Regions from separate parts of the Mus musculus genome. Here all the other regions are linked to region 2. A link is a contact called in public HiCAR-type, HiChIP or PLAC-seq, Micro-C, capture Hi-C and promoter capture Hi-C data. All regions are on one chromosome and are shown on one strand. The core of a region is the stretch at or near the end of the contact, and the rest is flanking DNA. Distances in the headings are between cores, read along the strand shown.

Region 1 (2,700 bases), core at 71-2,570, 1.4 Mb after region 2:
GACCAGCCTGGCCTCGAACTCAGAAATCCACCTGTCTCTGCCTCCCAAGTGCTGGGATTAAAGGCGTGCGCCACCACGCCCGGCCCTGGAGTGGGCGTTTTAAGAAGCACTCCCAAACAGAAGCTCACGAATCCCATTCAGAAAAACATGACTCTTCTTCTGCCATAAAAGGCCCTTCGTCAGCTTTTGTGTCTACTTCTGCCTTGTTTCATTATTCTCCACTTCTGGGCATTTCTACTTACACCACCAAACAATCTTTCCTTTGCCTTAAACGCCATATGCCCTCATGTCTCTGTACCTTTGTTTGGACAAAGGTTTATTCCAGATTGTCATCTTAACTGCTCTTAATGTTAAGTAGATACTAAAGTCGGCTTCCTCTTCTTGTACAACTTAGAAGCTCCTATTATCCACAGAACCGCACACTTTGCATGTGGTGTGCATGTACTCGTGGATCTACAAGTGTTTGTACATGCTAATTTGCAATGCCACAACTTTCACAGGAGTTTGTTTGCACGTCCATCTAACTTTTGCACATCAAAATTCTGCATGTCCTCCCTTTGACTAGTGTAGCAGAGGAGATCCTGTCACTTCTTCAGTACTTGTTTTGGTACAATAAAAAGGTTTACTTTTGCTTAGGTGACCTGCCCTAACTCACATCGCTGGTAAAATGTGCAGCCAAACTCTGAACCAAAATCTTCATACTGTAGGTGTAAGATCGTTTACATGACGTAAGTGCAGTCACTTTCACAGCTGTGTGTCTCAGTTGTTGCTTGAAATTATGTTATGTCAAAACAAACAAACAAACACCCTTAGAAACGGATCTCCAGTGCATGAGGCTTGCCAGGGCTGAAGACAAGTTCTGACAGACTTCTCTAGACTTCACAAGGGCTAACAGAGTATCTGGCACTTAGTAGGATTACACAAAAAGAGAAGTGCTCTTCAGTGAATTATGGATCTTTTTTTTGTTTGTTTGTTTTGTAACAGGACTAAGCAATTAAAATCTCAAAACGGATACAGCTCAGCTTCTAACTTTCCCAGTCTGACCTCATCCCAACCCTGCGTCTGTCTCCCTGTTTCTGTCTGTCTGAATCTGTCTCTTTCTGTTTCTCTTTCTCTATTTCTCTCTCCGTCTCTTTCCCTCACTCCACCACTCCCACCCACCCACCCCCTTTTCTTTTTCAGATTTTTTCAGATTTTACAGCTAAAACAGCAACTGTGAAACCTGCTCATCAGCAGCTTTTCCCCGGCCCAATTTTACAATCGGAATCATGAACTACCAATCCCAGAATGCTGAGCGAGAGCGAGGGGGCGGGGCGGCCTCTCTGAAGCCACCCATTGAATGGTGAACACTCGCGCTTTCTTCCGGAAAGGCCCCGAAGGCAGGAACTTGGGAAAGGAGTCTGGGCTCTCTACTGGGCTGGGAGGAGCTTGTGCCTGAGCCCCGGGGTCCCCATCCGCTGAGGAGATGGATGAGGATGGGCTTCCTCTCATGGGGTCAGGCATAGACCTGACCAAGGTTTGTAAAAGACCGACTTGAGCGTCCGACAAACAGGGAAGGAGGCTTGGCCAAGGGGCCCTGGTTCCCAGGGAGACGCCACCTCTCCAGGCCCAATCCGGGCCCCTGTTTTCCTACTCTGGGCAATGGGGGGAGCCCTGCAGTCCACTTTGAAAGGGGTCCCTCCTGGGCTAAGAAAAGAATTGGTGTGCCACGCAGCCTTTGCTCCCCACATCACGTGTCTCTACGCCCGAGGTTGACAGTCTGGAGATAGTACCACCTCTGACACTTCACCTCTTATTCGACTCTCTAGCTGCTCGTGTGTGTGTGTGTGTGTGTGTGTGTGTGTGTGTGTGTGTGTGTGTGTTTGACTCACACAAGATTCAGAAAAACAAATCAGCGACTCTTCTTAGCCCTTCGTGAACCACATGTCCCAGGGCAAAGACCATCCATCCCCCTCTATGAAATCCAGATATCCAAAGGATTGCAGAGAGTGTGTTTCTCCTGTAAGAATCGTGTTTGCTTTTTTACATGACACAGGTGCCAGCTATTCAACAGAAAAGAACCGTGGCCTTTCTAAACCAGTTTGTGGTGCACACTGTGCAGTTTCTCAACCGGTTTTCCGCAGTTTGTGAGGAGGTAGGTCCCGGGCTACTACTTCATGGAGCGGCCGAGAAGTCGCCTTCCGTCTTTCGTGGTGACAAATGTAGTCAAATGAAGTCAAACAAGAATTACAGCCTTCGTGTGTTCACTTTGCCATGAAATTCAAATGTCTTAAGGCCTTAGCATCTCTGATTCTGTCCCCATAAGTCCTGTGCGCTGTCTCAACTGAATTAGTATTCTAGAAGCTTCCATGAGATAGCTCAGCCAAGTTTGTTGTAATTATAACAAAGGGAATTCCAGAATTTCACAGTGGAATTTTTTTTTTATTTGAAAGGTTTTGTTTCATCTTCCTATTCTAGAGATTACATTTTAAATGTATGTTCGAGTTTATATCGAATTGCTTTCCATCCTTTGTGCCAAAAAGGATTCATGGAGGCAGCCTAGAGATACATGTTTCAAAAAATACTTTTCTGCAAATAACTGGATACATCATGAAGTGATAATTAAGTACATAGATAAGAATTAGGTGCCAGGTCCAGGAACCTCTCCTGAGCTTGCAAAAAGTTTTGTTTTTTGTTTATTTTAGAGGAAAATGGGGAATA
Region 2 (2,700 bases), core at 153-2,652:
TGTAACAGTTAAGGATTACTTTCTAGCTACCGTCCTCCCTACCACCCAACAGAAGAGGGGACTCAGCTCTGTGACGATAGGCAAGCAATCTCACCTCTGTTGTGCCTCGGTTTCATTGTGTTTAAAGGAGAGACGCGGTACGTTCCTTTTAAGACAGCTGGGAAGAGTGTATGCGATAAAATATACAGCCAGCTTTCTATTAATGGTTTTCATTATCAGTCAGGGACTAGCTCCAGTGTCATCACCTTCCACAAAAACATCTGACTCTTCCAGCCCACAACTTGAGTCGCTAATGCTTGGGGTTGTCTCACACTGTGCCTTGTCTGTCCTCTCATTATTCTAGCCATTCCCACTATAACCGCCCCCCCCTACTCAGTGGTCACCATGGGATACTTTGGGAATTTCTTGGGGCCCAGTGTTTCTCAGGTAGGTCTTGAATTGGTGATAGAAAGTCCCGCAGGAGCGGCATGGAATAAGTGCAGTTAAGCAAGTGAGTGGAACAGGTACCAAGCGTGCTGCCAGCGTGGGCAGGAGACTGCTAATCATGTCCGGAGGACCTCTCTGGAGGTGGGAACCCGGCTTTCCAGAGGCCTGCACTGTTAAGGAAATTTACATTTATCGGGAGTCTTCAGGGGCAGGATCTTGCAGACGACTTTAGACCTCGAGTGTAATCTCGGCCCAGCAACTCTTTAAAGGGCAACTCTTGGATAGGCCCAAGCTCAGCCTCAGGGCAGTCTCAGAGAGGCACCTGAGATCCAGGAGATACCTGCAGAAGCCTTTGACACGGAGTGGGTCGCATTCCAGAGACTGGGATCAGAGATGGATAGTGCGTACACTCATCAGTGCAATCAGAATTGGGGCCCGCCACGGAAGGCAAGAGGAAGGTAGAGCAGAGTCTTGCTGGCAGCGATAGGGTCGGAGATGAGTCATCCTAGCCCGTGTGACTTCAACCACCCTCCGCCCCCTCCTGCCTCGCGGGTCAGGAAGTGACCGCAGCCGACCGGGCGCTGAGCCCTGGCAGCTCCGGCCACGCCCAACCCGCTTTCTCTAAGGCCTCGCCCTTGACTCCGCCTTTGACTCAACCCAGACTCCGTCCCACTCCATTTCCACAGGCCCACACCTGACCCAGCCTCTAACTGGCCTAGGCCCCCGGCTCTGTCTCCCCAGGTTCGGTCCCTGACTCTGCCTCTGACGCAATCGAGATGGTCCAACTCATTCTCTCTCTAGACCCTATTCTTTACTCAGCCGGGGCATTCCTCTTTCCAACCAGGCCCCGCCCCTGACCCAGCTCAGGCCCCACCCATCCCGCAGCTCCTAGCCTAATCCTTGACCCCGCCTCCTGCTTCCCTCTAGAACCCGCCCACCTCCCCAGCCTCGCCCCCGGCTCCGCCCCACCGTGGGTGGTTCTTGGGCCGCGCCGGCACTTGCTCAGACGTAGGAACTGCCGGCGTGCGTCCCGGAGCCTCGCGACGCTGGCCATCCGTGCCACTGGCAGCTTAGAGGCAGCATGGCCACGGTGGCAGCGGCGGCCCGCGGGGCCGGGGCGAGGGCGGCGGCAGGGCTGCGGAGTTGCGGCGGGGCCGTGGCTCGAGAACGACCGCGCTCGGGCTGCGCTCGGCGCCTGTGCTCTGCCCCGGCTGCCCCGGCTGCCGTGGACATGAAAAGCTACCTGTGGGCGCGCTACCACGAGGCGAAGAGGAGCACGGACGGTGAGTGCGTGTCCCAGCTTGCGCCGCCCACTCGAGGACCCCTCGGGTCCCCCGCACCCTGCCTCTGTCGCGCGGCCCCCGCGGGGAAGGCGACTCTAAAACTTCGCAACTCTTTTTTGGCTTTCCCCCGCCGGGGAAGCTATTTCATACCTGGGGATTGTTAAATCTGGAGTGTACATCGCAAGTGCTCTGGGCCGCTGCGAGAGTTCCAAGGGCGTCGGTAGGAAGACATTCCCCCAAACACCGTTAGGTGTCATTCACCCTGGGAATGGTAGTAGCAGCCCAGCTTGCTGCCGCGCTGTCCTAGACAGGCTCCAGCGCAGGCGACTGGGTCAGGAGGATGAGCCGGTCTCCCTTTTGCAGGGTGGAGTAGATAAAATGTGCTGTTTGAAAGGGGAGGGTGGTCTGGTTATCCACCGCCCTCTGCGAGGAGAAGAGGAATACTTGTGGTCAGGTGAACTGAGAAAGAGCTTGGCTGGGCGGTTAGGGAATCGGAGAAGGAATGGAAAGAGGAACCAGATTATAATAGTATCAGGTATTGATGTCGACTCTGAATCGCCCATAGCCTCCGGAGGAGGGGGTCATGTCCATTATGTAGACGGGAAGGGCGAGCAAGGGGCCTAAGCAAAAACTGATTTTGACTCAGGGTCGGGAATCCATTGTCCTGTGTGTTGCTTTGTGCTTCTTGCAGTCAAACGTTTGGAACCTGGAGTAAAGGGCCAGTGAAGCACAGACACTGAAGCTGTCAGAGGACACTGGGATTTGGGGAGGGGGTGGTTTGGGGAGGGTGCTACATGAGGAAGGGGGTTGGTGAGGGAACGTTTTTGTAGGATTTCCATTTGCATCTTTGGCCACATGCCTGTTCAAGTGAAACAAAACCCACCTGGAATATCTTCACAACACATTCCGAGGTGTAAGCAATGGAGACTTCTTTGAAAGAGTGGCTTATTGGTTTTGGCCAGGCAAGTGTTTTGAGATGGGTTGTGTATTC
Region 3 (2,700 bases), core at 1-2,500, 1.5 Mb after region 2:
ATTTCTCTTGATTTTATTTAATTTGAAATTTATTTATTTATTTATTTATTTATTTATTTATTTATTTCCGTGGCGTTGGGGATTGAACCCAGGGCCTTGCATAAGCGAGGAAAGTGTTCTAGCACTGAACTACACTTCTAGCCGACATACTTCATCTTCACAAAATAGGAAAATAATATGTCAATGCTGTTTCAGAAGTAAAAAAGGCCCCCATATATGCATGAGTATCCCTCTGTCTGTCTACCTGTCTGTCTGTGTGTGTGTGTGTCCCCTTCCCTCCCATCTCCTTTTCTGCATGTGTGCATGCATGTATATATGTATGTATGTACGTATGTATGTTCATCTGCTTTTTAAAACACTATAATTTACTTAAAAGCACTCTCTAAGTATTTCTTTACCCTCATCTGCATTCTGATCTGCTTATATGCCTAGTCTGTAGACACTTGGTCTGAGGCCCGTGCTGTCAAGTAAACAAGTCAGTTCTAGGACGATGGCCCTTTTCTTCGACCTTCTGCTCGTCCACAGATTTAATGGATGACGTCAGACTCTGCTCTACAGATGTTCACCTCCAACTATTGTTCTCACCCAGGGTCACAACTGAGGAGAGCACGGCCAGTCCGATCAAGGACAGAGACCAGCGCCCACTAATTGTTGGTGCCAGCAGCAGTCATACCCTACCCCACCCAGATCATTCCTGGACAATGAAGATGGCTTACAAAAAGGAGCAATAGAGCCAGTTCAGAGGTTAAGAGCACCTTCTGCCCTTGCAGAGGACAGGGCTTGTTTCCCAGGACCCACATAGTGGCTCACGAGTGTCTGCACCTCCGGTTCCAGGGGATCCCAACCCTCTTCTGCCTCCAACCGAGAGCACCAAGCAAGCACATGGCGTGAATGCTTACATGAAGGCAACACACACTCACATACACATAACACAAATATTCAAAGACTATGTAAGGGTAAGCATGGCAGATGGCTCATTATGTTTAAGGCCCTGCGGCCAAACCTGATAGCCTGAGCCACATGATACAGAGGGCATGGAATCAGAGTCCCAACTTCTCTAGTCTGTGTATAAATGCAGAATTAGCTATATGAATGGCAAAGAGTTACAATCCTCACCCTCCCCTTCAGGCATGCTGATACAAAGGGTATAATATAAAGAAAGCTTAATATACTACATGGAATTCAGGTCAGTGCCTAACTACTACTCTCCGCAGCCATTGGTACTGGAAACAGAAGGCAGCATTGGAGGGCTTCAGTAAAGAGAAAACCAGATACTAGATACTTCGATGCTCTTTTTGTTAAGGCCAAGTTCTCTACATGGCCCAGGCTGGTCCTAAAGTCATGCTCCTTCTGCCTTGGCCTTTGGAGTTCTGGGATCGTAAACATGAGCCACCCGCCCTACCCTGCTCCTTTTTACAATTTCAGATAGAAAATGGACGAAGCTAACGGATTTTCAGCATGCTAAACCCTGGATTGCACTTTATTTGTGGTGAAACACTGTCACCTAGTGGCTGAGAATTGAAGTACACCCAGACTCACTCTATCCATGTCAGTCTCCTTGACCAGAGGAGAGAGCATCCTTCAGGCAGGGCACTGTGACCTTTTGACAAGCTAGTTAAAACACTTTTAGAAATCCTAGCCAGAGAATTCTTTCCTTCAGCATTATCCCCGTAGCTGTCTTGATGGCTTCCATTGAGAACCTTGGGTGCTTTTTGAAAACTCCTGCACTAATCACACGGTTCCTCTGCCCATCAATGCACCCACACCCTTCCTCTCACCTCTTAGCGTTAGCCTATCACCCAACATTTTTCTGAAACTTTTTTTTTTTTTGAAAAAACACTTTCTTTCTGCTTAAATCCAGGACCCTTGTTCCTCGAACTGCTCAGCTATGTCCGCCAAGAACAACTATTTCCCTTTTTAAAAAATGTCCTTCTCTTGGTCTCTGGGATAGATACCATGCCCTAACCTGAGGTGGGAATTAACTATTGCTTCTGTGGTTCTACAACACACTATCAGACTTCAATTCATAATCGTTCTTACTTTCAAAGTGTTATGTTTGGCAGAAGACGGCCACTGTTTGCCCATTGAACTCCAGGCCTCCTTGGGGACCCACTTCCCCACAGCTGTGCTTGCTCCTGGACATTCCCATAGACTCAGTTCATGAGAACTGTCTGAGAGCAGCCCAGCACAGTCTGGCTCTTCCATTGGCCCAGTTGTCTTCCTGTTTGTTTCGGTTGAAGACATTCTTCTTGCCCCTTGAAAAGCCCCCTGTTACTCTCTCTCATCTGTCTTGTGTCCCGAGCATCATCTATCCACTCTGGCCACACTGACACATACTAAGGCAGAAGGTGGCTCCCCAAACTGACCAGTTTCCCTGAACACAAGAGATTCAAGAGTCAGGGGGAAAAAAAAAGACCTTTTGCTTTTAAGAGAACCCAAACACCAGGCAGTGGTGGCACACATGCTCAGGTGGTAGAGGCCGGTGGATTGCTGTGAGTTCAAGGTCAACCTGGCTTATACAGTGAGTTCCAGGATAGCCAGCGCTACACAGAGAAGCCCTGTCTGGAAAAAAAAAAAAAACCCAAAGCAACAGCAAATCCCATGTTCCTGCCATTGCACAACTGTCTTGATCATGTCCCTCACTGTGTGTGTGTGTGTGTGTGTGTGTGTGTGTGTGTGTGTAGCTCTGGAGTGCTAGTG
Region 4 (2,700 bases), core at 139-2,638, 1.6 Mb after region 2:
CTGCAACCCTATAGGTGGAACAACAATATGAACTAATCAGTACCTCCCCTACCAGAGCCGTGTCTCTAGTTGTATATGTAGCAGAGGATGACCTAGTCGGCCATCAATGGGAGGAGAGGGCCTTTCTTTTGAAGATCATATGCCCCAGTACAGGGGAATGCCAGGGCTAAGCAGCAGGAGTGGGTGGGTTGGGGAGCAGGGTGGGGGGAGGGTATAGGGGACTTTGGGGATAGGGTTTGAAATGTAAATGAAGAAAATATCTAATAAACAAAAAAGGAGGATCAAGCTGTTGTCCCAGCTGTGGATAAAGGACCCTCAGGAAAGACGGAGACTAAGTAGGAAACAAAGTAATAAATAAGGGCAAGAAACTTCACAGGTTTTGACAACTTGAGGACTCTGACTTTAGAGGCACCAGGTCCAGAGGAGTATGAGGCAGGTCCATCCTAAAGGTGCTGCTGTTGGCACAAGGGGTCCAGGGTTGCTTTTACGCCAATGACCTACTGGTGTATCTCCACCAGTTTAAACCTCCATTTTCTTTCATGGAAAAGAAATTTTAGCTGTTAGAAATGAGCCCCCTGTGGTGGTGAAGACTTTTAAATCCCAGCACTAGAGAAGCAGAAGAAGGTAGACTTGTGTATACCACCCTAGACTTCAGGCCAACCTGGGCTACATAGGGAGATCCAGTCTCAGAGACAGAGAGGGGGAGAGGGAGGGAGGGGAGGAGCCAGGAGTTGTTGGGAAGAGAAATAAGTGAGCGGTTTGCCACATGCCTGGATCTACTTACAATAAATGGTATCTTAGGAACTCTCCTTGTCTGAGTGTCACCAAAGAAGGCTCTCCCCAAGATTTTATCCCATACCCCAGGTCTAAAGGTGCCACCAGCTGTCTAGCTGTCTGCTTGATGCGCGGCTCTGAGCACTGTTTCTCATTAAAGGCAGAACCCACACGTGCTTCCTGACTCTCTAAACTTGCCCGGGGATCCCAGAGATTATCTTGTCACACCTTTCCACTACCTCAAGAATTTCCACTACCCATGCCTGGCTTGCACGCCTTCCCTCCCTCTCAGCTCACCTGGTCCCTCCCTCACGCTCCTCTTGCCCCTCACCTGATATAGGGGAGAAAGGGGTTGACGTGCCCAGAGAGCACCGCGACCACGTAGGAGATGATGAAGGCTGCGGACGACCAAGTCACCAGGAGGAAGGGGACGAAAGCCATTCCCCTGAGGAAGCACAGCATCGCGGTGAGAGGGCGCTGAGCTCGTCGGACCAAGAAGCTGGCTTGCTGCGGACTGCCTGGAGGCGGTGGCCAAGACACAGACAGCTAACGGCGCGGCGGGACAGAGACTCCGGGACGGCCGGGACAGGCCCAGCCCCGGAGGGAGGGAAGCGCTCAGAGACCCGAGGGCGGAGGGCGGACGGGCAGCCGGGTGGGTGGGGCGCGGGCGGTCCTGGCTTGTTGCGAAACCGGTGAAGTCACAAAGCGGCAGCCTGGTCCCGCGGAGCTAGAGCGCGCAGCCACCTCCCCGCCCACGCCACGCCACGCGGGACCGCTCGGCTTCCTTTCGCTTTTGCTTGATACAGCGACGGGTGGGTGCGGCGGGAGACGCGGGACCCCGCGAGGCTGGCCAGCTCTTGGGCAAGTCCCGCCAAACTGGCTGGATTCCCAGCTCCTCCTTCCCTTGGGGGTTTTTCCTCTGAGCCTCTCTCTCCAGCACCCACTGAGCTTCCTTCCAGAGCCTTGGCCACCAGTGATGCGCACCCCATCGGGTCCCGCTATGGGTTCTGGGGTTCAGGCAAAGGGGCTCAGTGGTGTTTGGGCCACTGGGCATGGACGTCACATACACCTTTGTGATAAGCAGCGGGAAAGCCAAATCGCATAGTAACCAGGCCTGATAGCACAAGTCTGTCATCCCTGCTGCCTGGCTACTAAGGAGGCTGAAGCAGGAGGATCACAAGTTCAAGGTCTGAATTCGCAGCTTAGTGAGCCGCCCTCTAAAGAGCTGGAAATTTAGCCCAATGGTAGAGCACTTGCCTAGAATGGACAAAGGATCTAATTCAGGCAAGTGACAGAAAGGGTTGGATCCAGCCCTGGCCCACCCACCAAAAGCTACTTGGAGTATATATCTGTTCCCACCAATTCTACTTGGAGTATTTATTTCCTAGCAGCAAGACAAGATGACTTGATCCATTTCAGATCCACCCAGCCAGACACCACCTAAACCAAACCAATTGGTGTTCCTGAAGCACTGGCCAGCTCTGCGGGTCTGAGCTATAGTTTGGGAATTCTGAGCCCACTTTTGGCCATAGATGACCTAATACAGGTTCATCTCAGCCACATAAATGTGCCTTGTGTGCCATACCATGCTAGGGAATAGCCTACAGGGATTGTGAGTTCCTGTCCTGACTTCCTTTGGTGATGAACAGCAATGTGGAAGTGTAAGCTGAGTAAACCCTTTCCTCCCCAACCTGCTTCTTGGTCATGATGTTTGTGCAGGAATACAAACCCTGACTAAGATACAAGGTAAAGCTGTATACCCAAAGACAAATGCAGACTACTTAAGGGATTTTTGTTAATTACAATGAATATGCTAATTTTGAGGAAAGCCAGCATAATGATGATTCATTTCAATTGCCAACTTAATGATATTAGGAGATACCTAGAATATTAATGTAACACACCATGGATGTGTCTCTGAAGGCA
Region 5 (2,700 bases), core at 48-2,547, 1.6 Mb before region 2:
GCAATTCCCTAGAAGGATTATACTTTGCCTCGAAAGAAAAACTGTGCTTTGTCTTGTCAACCACAAGGAGGAGTTGAGAGAGAGAGTTGGGAAACCAGCTAATTCTTTCCCTTGCTTTTCCTCCTCTAACCTCAAGGGGGAAGAAAGCTGGATCCGGAGCCCGCTATAATAAATGAATGGTTTTTCTCCACACTATGAGTTACCTAGACACACACGTCAACATTAAAGATTACAACCCTTTCGGAGGCCTAAGATATCAAGGCCATTATGATCTGGGAGTGTTTAATTCTCCTCCTAGTTATTTCTCGCAAATCAGGGAAGGCGTTCCCATCAACACAGACACATAACTTACCGGTAAAAGCTAAAGTGTTTCAGGGTCGTCAATAATCTCTACTACTAAGTCTGTACTATTTAATATTGACCACATCTACAATTCTTTAACGATGTAGGCAATTCGGTCCCTGGACTAAAACCAAATCTCAGATCTGACACTAACGCATCGACACCCGACTCGCGCACACCGCGATCGATTGATTTCCCAAGCGCTTCGGACTCACCGCCACCTGTTGATGCCCACGTTGGAAGAGCCGGCGAACCAGGGGTCGAGGATATAGACGCAGCGGATGGTGTCGGCGCCCTGGATGCACTCCTTCAGGGCGGGGTTGTCGTGGAGCCGGAGTCCCTTTCGGAACCAGTGCACGGCGTTCACCCCCATGCTCGGGGCGCGGCGGGTCACCCCGACTTCCTCTACCGAGAGCTTCAAGGGAGGGAAGCCGGGCTCATAACCGACACCTGCGCTTCCAAGAAAACCTCCTCACCCGAGGAGTGGGGAAAGGGCTGCAGAGAGGGGACGGGAGGAGGCGACGCCGAGGCGGGGCGCGGAGGTGGCGAGCGCGCAGCTGGCAGATGAATGGAGGCTGCCGAGGCGCCGGGATCCACGCGCGACGTCCTTCAGGAGCCCGCGCCCAGCGTCCGGAGGACACGCATACCTTCCAGGGCCTGAGACCCCCGGAGCGCAAGCGAGCGCGCGGGGCCCGAGCCGCCACGACGGCCCGAGCTGGTCGCAGCAGCCCCGGGAGGCTCGTCACGGAAACCTCGCCCAACCGAGGCGACCCGCGAGGAGACGGTGGCGCGCCCGAGGCGGCCTCCACGAACGGACACGAGCTCACGCGGCCTCCGCGCGACGCGGCCTGTGCGTCCCGGAGTGGGCAGCGAGCTCGGAGAGCGCGGGCTAGAGCTCCAGGCCGCGGGACGCTCGCCTGCCGGTCACCGGTCCCGAGGCTGCCCGGGTGACTCCGCCGCGTCAGCGGCCTCCGCCCCGCCCCCGGCTTCTCATTGGGCGGCATGCACCCCACGTGACCACCGGCACCTCACGTTTCTGAAGTGTGTTTACTACACTGGCTCAGACCCCCGCGTGCGCCGCCGCGCCCGGTGCTTCGGGACCGGTTGCGATCGCTGGGCGCTCACGACCTGAGTTCTCGCGTGGGATCCGGACTCGCAGCCTCTGCGGGTCTCCTGAGCCCCAGGCCGCTCGCGGGGGCCACAGGCCGCGAGAAGGGGGAGGAGGCATAGTTCTGCTCCCGGGGCCGGGAGCCGCCTCCATTGGCCGAGGCTCGCGGGGACCCGGATGAGCACGGGGCTGCGGGGAGCTCGCGGGCGCGCGCTCTGCCGGGCACGGCGCGCGTGCGCTGCGCTCTCGCGGTGGAAGAGAAGAGGCTAGGACGCGGGAGCGCGCCCAGGGCTCTTCCTATGGGTTGTGTGGAAGGTCTGAAGCCAGTTCCGTGTGCCCTGAGAGTTATTGCTGGGCTGGGTGAGAGGCAACCGAGGCACAGTCCTGCCTCTCACCCAGCTTCAATCAGGTGTTAATCGGAGTCCCCTGCTCTGAAAGGAGCAGAAATCACGCCGTTAGCCTTTTTTACTGTTTGGGGCGGGCACCTTTGCCCAAGCTCTGGAGAAGACAGGTCCGATCTCAGATATTCAGCATTTCATAATACTGTAGATACATCGTCAATTTATCAACTCTAATCTATTACATGAAGTGTAGTTTAGAAGGTATTTTGATTAGGTTTTTGGGCTTTTTGCTTTGCTTTTTTTTTTTTTTTTTTTTTTTTTCTTCAACTGAAGTTAAATGGGAAGAGGAACCTTAATTGTAGTAAAGACTTCCATCAGGTTGCCTGTAGGGAAGTCTGGGCACTTTCTTGATTAATGAGTGATGTGGAAGGACCCGACCAGTGTGTGTGGCGCCACCATTAGGCTGGTAGCCCTAGGCGGGTTGTATATGGAAGCAGGCTGAGGAAGCCACAGGGAACCAAAACGGCTTTCCTCCATGGCTTCTGCTTCAGCCCTCTATCTCCAGGTTTCTGCTTTGAATTTCTGCCCTGACTTCTCCCCACGATGGATTATTAACTGTAAACGGCAACAAACCCCTTCCTTCCTGGCCAAGTTGCTTTTGCTCATGATGTTTTATCAAAGCAATTGAAGTCTAATGAGAACACAGGGCCACATGTGCATCTTTACCAGACTTCCTAGCCATAACCTACAGGCCATGCCTTAGACATACAATGCCCTTTTTGTTGAGACGGGGTCTCGCGGAGCCCTGGCTTACCTTGAACCTGCTGTGTAACTGAAGATGGCTCTTGGTTTTGCTCTTATCCCTGAGTCCTAGCATCACCTATGTGCATATATTCATCCAGGGTTATT
Region 6 (2,700 bases), core at 93-2,592, 1.4 Mb before region 2:
TCACATGGTAGTTCTAATTAGTAATTTTTTGAAGATCTTCGGCATTATTTTCCATAATAGCTATATCAATTTCCCTTCTCACCAATAGAGTACACTCTTCTTTATCCTCCACACCCTTGTTGATGCTTGTAATCTTTTGACTTTCTGATAATCGCCATCCTAACAGGCATGAGCTGGCAGCTCCTTATGGTTCTGATTTGCAGTTACCCTGATGGCCAGTGATGTTGAGTGTCTTCTCACATCCCTTCAGCCACAGTTGAACGTTCAAACCAGCAGTTCAAAGCACGTCCTTCCCTTGTCGACTCATACATTTACCACAACTCCCTAGCCCAATGTGGGATCCAGACAAATAAATAGATAGTAGCAAGCCAGCGTGACAAGGGCCCAGAAATGTGAAGCCATCGAAGAGGGTGGGGTGGTGGAAACACCCAGGATAGTTTTGGGAGATCAGGGTGGGCTTCTTGTAGGAATAGGATTGTGTAAGGGAGGTAGGAATCTTTGAATGAATAAGGTTTTTCCTAAGGTAGGTAGAGATAGACAAATAGCCAAGCAATGATGCTGTTAGACACAGAAATGCAGCAGACACACACATATATTTTGTATCTTTCTTTAGCTGAAAAGAATATTCTCCTGTGCACAAATTTAAGTTTGAGCAGTCTAGAGCATTGTCCACCAGAACCACAGAGTGGCCGGAACACACACACACACACACACACACACACACACACACACACACACACACACCCTGGAACTTAAGGGTAGATTCCTGTCTGCCGAACAAACCTAGAAAGTCCTGGTGACAGGTGGTTTATGGCTAGAGATTCGCTTCCCAGTGGCAATTATCAGTCTCCCCCTCACTACTTTCCTGTTTTATTTCCTTCCATGCTGGAGCAAACCCAGGCTGAGAAGCGGCACCCGCCTGAATTAGTCAGGGTGCCTGAAGAGGGAGGAGAAACGTGCATCTTGTATGGGCTGGTGGGAGGGAAAGAGAAATCTAAAATGCCAAAGCAGAAAGTAACCCTCGGACAAACACTTTATGAACCGCAGAGTGGAACAAATAACGATATAAATGATATTTTTGTCGATAGTTCGAAAGCAGAAACTAGGGAAGCTACAGTTGCAGGATGACTGTTCTTCTCCAGGCTTCCACCTAGGCCGCGGATCCCTCCTAGCTGCAGCCCTGGTCAAGGCCTGGGGGGGCGTGTCTGAGGGGCGGGGCCGCATGGAAGGGAGGAATAAAAAAAAAAAAAAAAAACCTAAGTAATTAGCATCCCCCGATTCCATTGGCTCTTCGACGGCCCTGCTTTGCATGCGCCCGCCCTCTGACTGCTTGGTTTGCTGGGGCTCAGCAGGGTTTTGCAGCCGCCTGGCTACAGCGCTTTAGTGCGGGGCGGGAGCTCAAGAGAACCGCGGCCCGGATCCCGGAGCCGGGGGAGCCCGTAGCCCGCCGAGCTGCGGCGGCCGTATCTGGGGCGATCTAGGTCCTATCGACACTGTGGCCGGCTCTCGGAGGCTTCTGCATCCGTCTGGTCCCAGGGAGGAGAGGACCAGACACTTTTATTTTGGATGAAAGGCGCGGGTCCTGGCGGGAGCTTCCTTCCCGGCCTGGCTCGCGGCTCAGTGCGCCCTCGCTCTGGCCCCGACTCCAGAAGATGACTTCAGGTTCCGCCGTGTATCTTCCCGTGGTGACGGCTCGGGGAGACAGGCGAAAGTAGTGACACTTGCTGGCAACGCCAGGTGGGAAAGTGAGCCTAGGCGACGTGGAGCCCCGCTGTCCCCGAGGACCCCGGTGCCCACAGATCCTTGCCTTTCCTTCCCCTCGGCTCCACGGCGGCTGCAGCATGAAGTGGCGCAGCGATGGCCAGGAGAGGTAAGAAGCCTGTGGTGCGAACGCTGGAAGATCTGACGCTGGACTCGGGTTATGGTGGCGCGGCGGACTCTGTGCGCTCCTCCAACTTGTCTCTGTGCTGTTCTGACTCTCACCCGGCGTCCCCGTATGGCGGGAGCTGCTGGCCGCCTTTAGCTGACTCCATGCACAGCCGGCACAACAGCTTTGACACCGTCAACACTGCCCTGGTGGAAGACTCCGAGGGGCTGGACTGCGCCGGTCAGCACTGCTCGCGGTTGCTGCCGGACCTCGACGAGGTCCCCTGGACCCTCCAGGAACTGGAGTTGCTGCTGCTGCGCTCGCGGGATCCCCGGGCAGGCCCAGCGGTCCCCGGCAGCCTGCCCAAGGACGCGCTGGCCAAGCTCTCGATGCTGGTAAGCCGGGCTCTAGTGCGCATCGCTAAAGAGGCGCAGCGCCTGAGCCTGCGCTTCGCCAAGTGCACCAAGTACGAGATCCAGAGTGCCATGGAGATCGTACTGTCCTGGGGCCTGGCGGCTCACTGCACCGCTGCCGCGCTGGCCGCGCTGTCCCTCTATAACATGAGCAGCGCTGGCGGCGACCGCTTGGGCCGTGGCAAGTCGGCGCGCTGCGGCCTCACCTTCTCCGTGGGCCGCGTGTACCGCTGGATGGTGGACAGCCGCGTGGCGCTGCGCATCCACGAGCATGCCGCCATCTACCTGACCGCCTGTATGGAGAGTCTCTTCCGGGACATCTACTCGCGGGTGTTGGCCTCCGGGCTACCTCGTAGCTGTAGCGGTCCTGGCCCTGGCTCCAGCTCCGGTTCTGGCCCAGGCCCCGGCTCAGGCCCCGGA
Region 7 (2,700 bases), core at 106-2,605, 1.4 Mb after region 2:
ATGCTATGGAATCAGTCCCCTCTCTACTTCCAGTCTTCTCTGTGTCTCTTTTTACAAGTCTGCTGTGTGTATATGTTCGCCTTTATGTAAGCACATGTGTATGGAGGCCCAAGGTTGACACTGAGTGTCTTCTCCACTGCTCTCCACCTTGTTGACTTGCCCCGGCATCACTTGTCTACACCTCTAGCACACTGGGGTTGCAAGCAGACTACTACACCAGTGTCTCCGTTAGCCCTGGGGATTTGGATTCCAGTCCTCATAGCTGTCCAGGCGCTTTATCCAGTGAGCCACCTCCCCAGGCCTCACTCACAATTCTCTGATGAGCACCTAGGTTATCTCCTATTTATCTCTTAAAAAACAAAATTGAAGAAGACACAAAAGCATGAGCTATGGGTGATATGATTAGTTTGCCTGAAATATTTTTTTTTTCCATCAACCATTTAAACATGTAAAACCATGTTTAGTTCTAGATCTGGCTATTCACCAACAGGCATCTGGGCTGGCATGCCAATATCCACTGTAGTTCCAGCTTTTCCAGGGTTACCTAACTTTAGATCTGGCTGCCCAGGTATAAGAATGGTCACAAAGCAATCAGGACTATGCCGCCCCCTCTGTTCTACCTCCCAGCCTGTTGTGAAGACTCGATGAGACGCTGGATATGAACAAAACAGAAGGTGTCAGAGGGAATAAACTCTTGCTTTTAAACTGGATTCAAAGTGCACTGGAGCAGAAAATCTGAGACAGGTAGTTGTCGCTGGAAGGTAAAGTGAGAGAGCACCACACTTAGCTAACTATCCCTGCCACCACACCCCTGCATTAGCTGTACCTCGTGATTACCACAAATTTCTCCACGTCCATAATTGGGACTACTTAACAGAATTATAAGGCACCAGTGAAGGAAATAGCCAACCTCCTTATTGCCAGCACTTAGCAAATCTCCATTAAAAGATGACAGGTGACAGTTATTCTTCTTGCCTGGTCCGGAATGGCCCTCTGAAGGATGCAACGACAGAAAATCTGAGAAGCCTGCACTCGTCGTGTGCCAGATCCCCGATCTAACGGACTAAAAGAAGATTTTGATGGGTTTCGGTCTTGCCGAAGCCCTAGCGTCTTTTTTTCCACGGGACACCGTGAAGTCGGGGCGAAGCCACTGCGCAGACAACGCCACTGGCTGGCACGTCGCTGTCACCGAGATGCGTTCGCAGAGCAGCAGCCCGAATGCCCACTGGAACTGCGACCCGGGGGCACAGAAGAGACCAGACCCACCTCGTCCAGTGACCCAGGCTGGGTGCAAGCGGAGGGAGGAGCAGCGCAGCCAGGACGCCGGAAGGCAGAGGTTTGAATCGCCTCGGCGTCCCTTTCAAATCTCGCGGCACGACCTGGGAACCAATCGCCGCGCTCGCCCTCCGACCCGGAAGCAGAGCGGGCGCACGCCCTGGCCACCTATGGTCGGGAGAGCCTTGCCCAGGTCGCCTCCCCTGCTTTAGGTGCGTATCGAGTGCGGTGACCGGGGATCGCCAGCTTGTGCTGCTTCCCCAGGGGCGCTTCCCTGTTCTCCAGAGCTCTTCCTTGTGACCTCGCGAGGTGGGAGTGGGTTTTCTCGGGCGACGCGTGGGGGACACAACTCCAGGGACCCTGGGAATATTGACCCAGGGCTTTAAAGACCTGGAGGTCAGGGGTTGCCATCAAATCCGGACCTCAAGTCCCCTGCATGCCTTATACCTCTCTGCTCTATGGTCTTCTCACCTGCCGGTCCCGCGTAACATGTGTCCAGTCTCTCTGAGATGGGACTTAATCTGAAAAAACTCAGCAGATAACTCAGGATTTTACGTGTTCTTTCTTAGCCTAGGGTGCCTCCTTTTCATTAACAACAAAGTAAAAATTAATTTGCACGTGAGAATGCTATTTCTACAGTACACACTACCTGTCTCGAGACAAATTAGTTGAGGATTGTGACAGGTGTTAATAACGTTAGTATCACACATTACTCCAGAGCCTGTATTTTTTAATCTCCTTATTTTATTGCATGGGTAATGGTTGGTTATAACTATTGCTACCTGATATTATCCTTCAAGGCTCTTGGACTCCATGTGTCTTTAGGCAGGGGTGGGACTTTCCAGTTCATCGGACCCTTGATAGTTCAGGTGGTCTGTCAAATTAGAATGTTAAAGGTCATATAATTCGAACAAATAATGTAGCATAGTCCTGAGATAGGCAGGTGTGTGTATTTGTGTTTTCTCTAGCATGTAGGCCCAACACATGCTAAATCTTTTAAATCCTCAACCTGTTGACGAACTTGGCAAATTTCTTCATAGGCAAAGAAGGGACTATTGGTAGTACCGGCGTTTATGGTACTCTTGCATATGACAGTGTCAGTACAACTTTCCAACTACAAATAGTGCTGCATCTCTATTGCTTAATAATCTTAGGACTCTATTTGTATTAAATTTATTCATGTGTGTGTTAATATAAGCAGACTTCTCTTTTGAGCTGGCTCTGACATTGCTATACCAAGCCCCATTATGATTCTTCTGTTGAATGACAAACACTTTGTAAATTTTGTTTGTGATCCACAGTTTCCTGACAGGCAATAAACAACTATTTGATTCTTACAACTGCTCCAGCTTTGGGATACAAGATGAAGCAAGATGCTACAAGAAATGCTGCGTACACCGTGGATTGCGAAGATTATGTGCACGT

What was found. Promoter capture Hi-C pulls out the DNA fragments that hold promoters and counts their contacts. Hi-C and Micro-C count contacts between places; a contact is called where the count stands out from the background. HiCAR-type assays count read pairs that join an accessible place to other places. HiChIP or PLAC-seq counts read pairs in DNA pulled down with a chosen protein or histone mark. Capture Hi-C pulls out chosen DNA fragments and counts their contacts.
Region 1: a contact with region 2 is called in a capture Hi-C map of embryonic stem cells, with 5 times the contacts expected there. The contact joins the promoter of Washc3 here to the promoter of Nt5dc3 in region 2. A contact is called at or near these places in 6 of 39 promoter capture datasets (the 3T3-L1 cell line, the C10 cell line, embryonic stem cells and 3 more), 1 of 484 Hi-C or Micro-C datasets (CD4 T cells), 1 of 115 datasets of contacts at active chromatin or transcription factors (embryonic stem cells) and 2 of 9 other capture datasets (embryonic stem cells and liver).
Region 3: a contact with region 2 is called in a promoter capture Hi-C map of hippocampal neurons, with 6 times the contacts expected there. The contact joins the enhancer-like site here to the promoter of Nt5dc3 in region 2. A contact is called at or near these places in 3 of 39 promoter capture datasets (the 3T3-L1 cell line, hippocampal neurons and liver), 1 of 484 Hi-C or Micro-C datasets (cortical neurons), 1 of 115 datasets of contacts at active chromatin or transcription factors (astrocytes) and 1 of 9 other capture datasets (embryonic stem cells).
Region 4: a promoter capture Hi-C map of hippocampal neurons shows a contact between it and region 2, with 6 times the contacts expected there. The contact joins the promoter of Dram1 here to the promoter of Nt5dc3 in region 2. A contact is called at or near these places in 2 of 39 promoter capture datasets (embryonic stem cells and hippocampal neurons) and 2 of 115 datasets of contacts at active chromatin or transcription factors (embryonic stem cells and trophoblast stem cells).
Region 5: a contact with region 2 is called in an H3K4me3 HiChIP or PLAC-seq map of stem cell-derived neural progenitor cells, with 4 times the contacts expected there. The contact joins the promoter of Cry1 here to the promoter of Nt5dc3 in region 2. A contact is called at or near these places in 1 of 39 promoter capture datasets (pre-B cells), 3 of 115 datasets of contacts at active chromatin or transcription factors (astrocytes, stem cell-derived neural progenitor cells and thymic regulatory T cells) and 1 of 9 other capture datasets (adipose tissue).
Region 6: a contact with region 2 is called in a Micro-C map of embryonic stem cells, with 5 times the contacts expected there. The contact joins the promoter of Btbd11 here to the promoter of Nt5dc3 in region 2. A contact is called at or near these places in 2 of 484 Hi-C or Micro-C datasets (CD4 T cells and embryonic stem cells).
Region 7: a contact with region 2 is called in a HiCAR-type map of astrocytes, with 4 times the contacts expected there. The contact joins the promoter of Parpbp here to the promoter of Nt5dc3 in region 2. A contact is called at or near these places in 3 of 39 promoter capture datasets (the C10 cell line, hippocampal neurons and pre-B cells) and 2 of 115 datasets of contacts at active chromatin or transcription factors (astrocytes and pancreatic cancer cells).

What each region holds. Positions count from the first base shown.
Region 1 is chr10:88,199,777-88,202,476 of GRCm38.p6, forward strand. It overlaps Washc3 (WASH complex subunit 3), which reads left to right and starts at 1,321. Exons shown (of 7, transcript NM_026070.3): 1 at 1,321-1,516; 2 at 2,036-2,134. The coding sequence starts at 1,466.
Region 2 is chr10:86,777,603-86,780,302 of GRCm38.p6, forward strand. It overlaps Nt5dc3 (5'-nucleotidase domain containing 3), which reads left to right and starts at 1,403. Exons shown (of 14, transcript NM_175331.3): 1 at 1,403-1,709. The coding sequence starts at 1,508.
Region 3 is chr10:88,326,116-88,328,815 of GRCm38.p6, forward strand. The region is part of intron 5 of Dram1 (DNA-damage regulated autophagy modulator 1); the gene reads right to left. Among named protein-coding and RNA genes, the nearest start is that of Gm51779, 9.3 kb to the right of the region's middle. Within about 2 kb of position 1,251, at least 25 of the 459 cell types and tissues checked have an H3K27ac peak or open chromatin away from gene starts, as enhancers often do. A contact at or near this core is called in hippocampal neurons, where this site is marked.
Region 4 is chr10:88,355,687-88,358,386 of GRCm38.p6, forward strand. Dram1 (DNA-damage regulated autophagy modulator 1) reads right to left here and starts at 1,389. Exons shown (of 7, transcript NM_027878.2): 1 at 1,106-1,389. The coding sequence starts at 1,236.
Region 5 is chr10:85,183,757-85,186,456 of GRCm38.p6, forward strand. Cry1 (cryptochrome 1 (photolyase-like)) reads right to left here and starts at 1,298. Exons shown (of 13, transcript NM_007771.3): 1 at 558-1,298. The coding sequence starts at 715.
Region 6 is chr10:85,385,472-85,388,171 of GRCm38.p6, forward strand. It overlaps Btbd11 (BTB (POZ) domain containing 11), which reads left to right and starts at 1,343. Exons shown (of 17, transcript NM_028709.2): 1 at 1,343-2,700. The coding sequence starts at 1,858.
Region 7 is chr10:88,145,586-88,148,285 of GRCm38.p6, forward strand. Parpbp (PARP1 binding protein) reads right to left here and starts at 1,356. Exons shown (of 11, transcript NM_029249.2): 1 at 911-1,356. Nup37 (nucleoporin 37) reads left to right here and starts at 1,407. Exons shown (of 10, transcript NM_027191.2): 1 at 1,407-1,487; 2 at 2,577-2,700. The coding sequence starts at 2,639.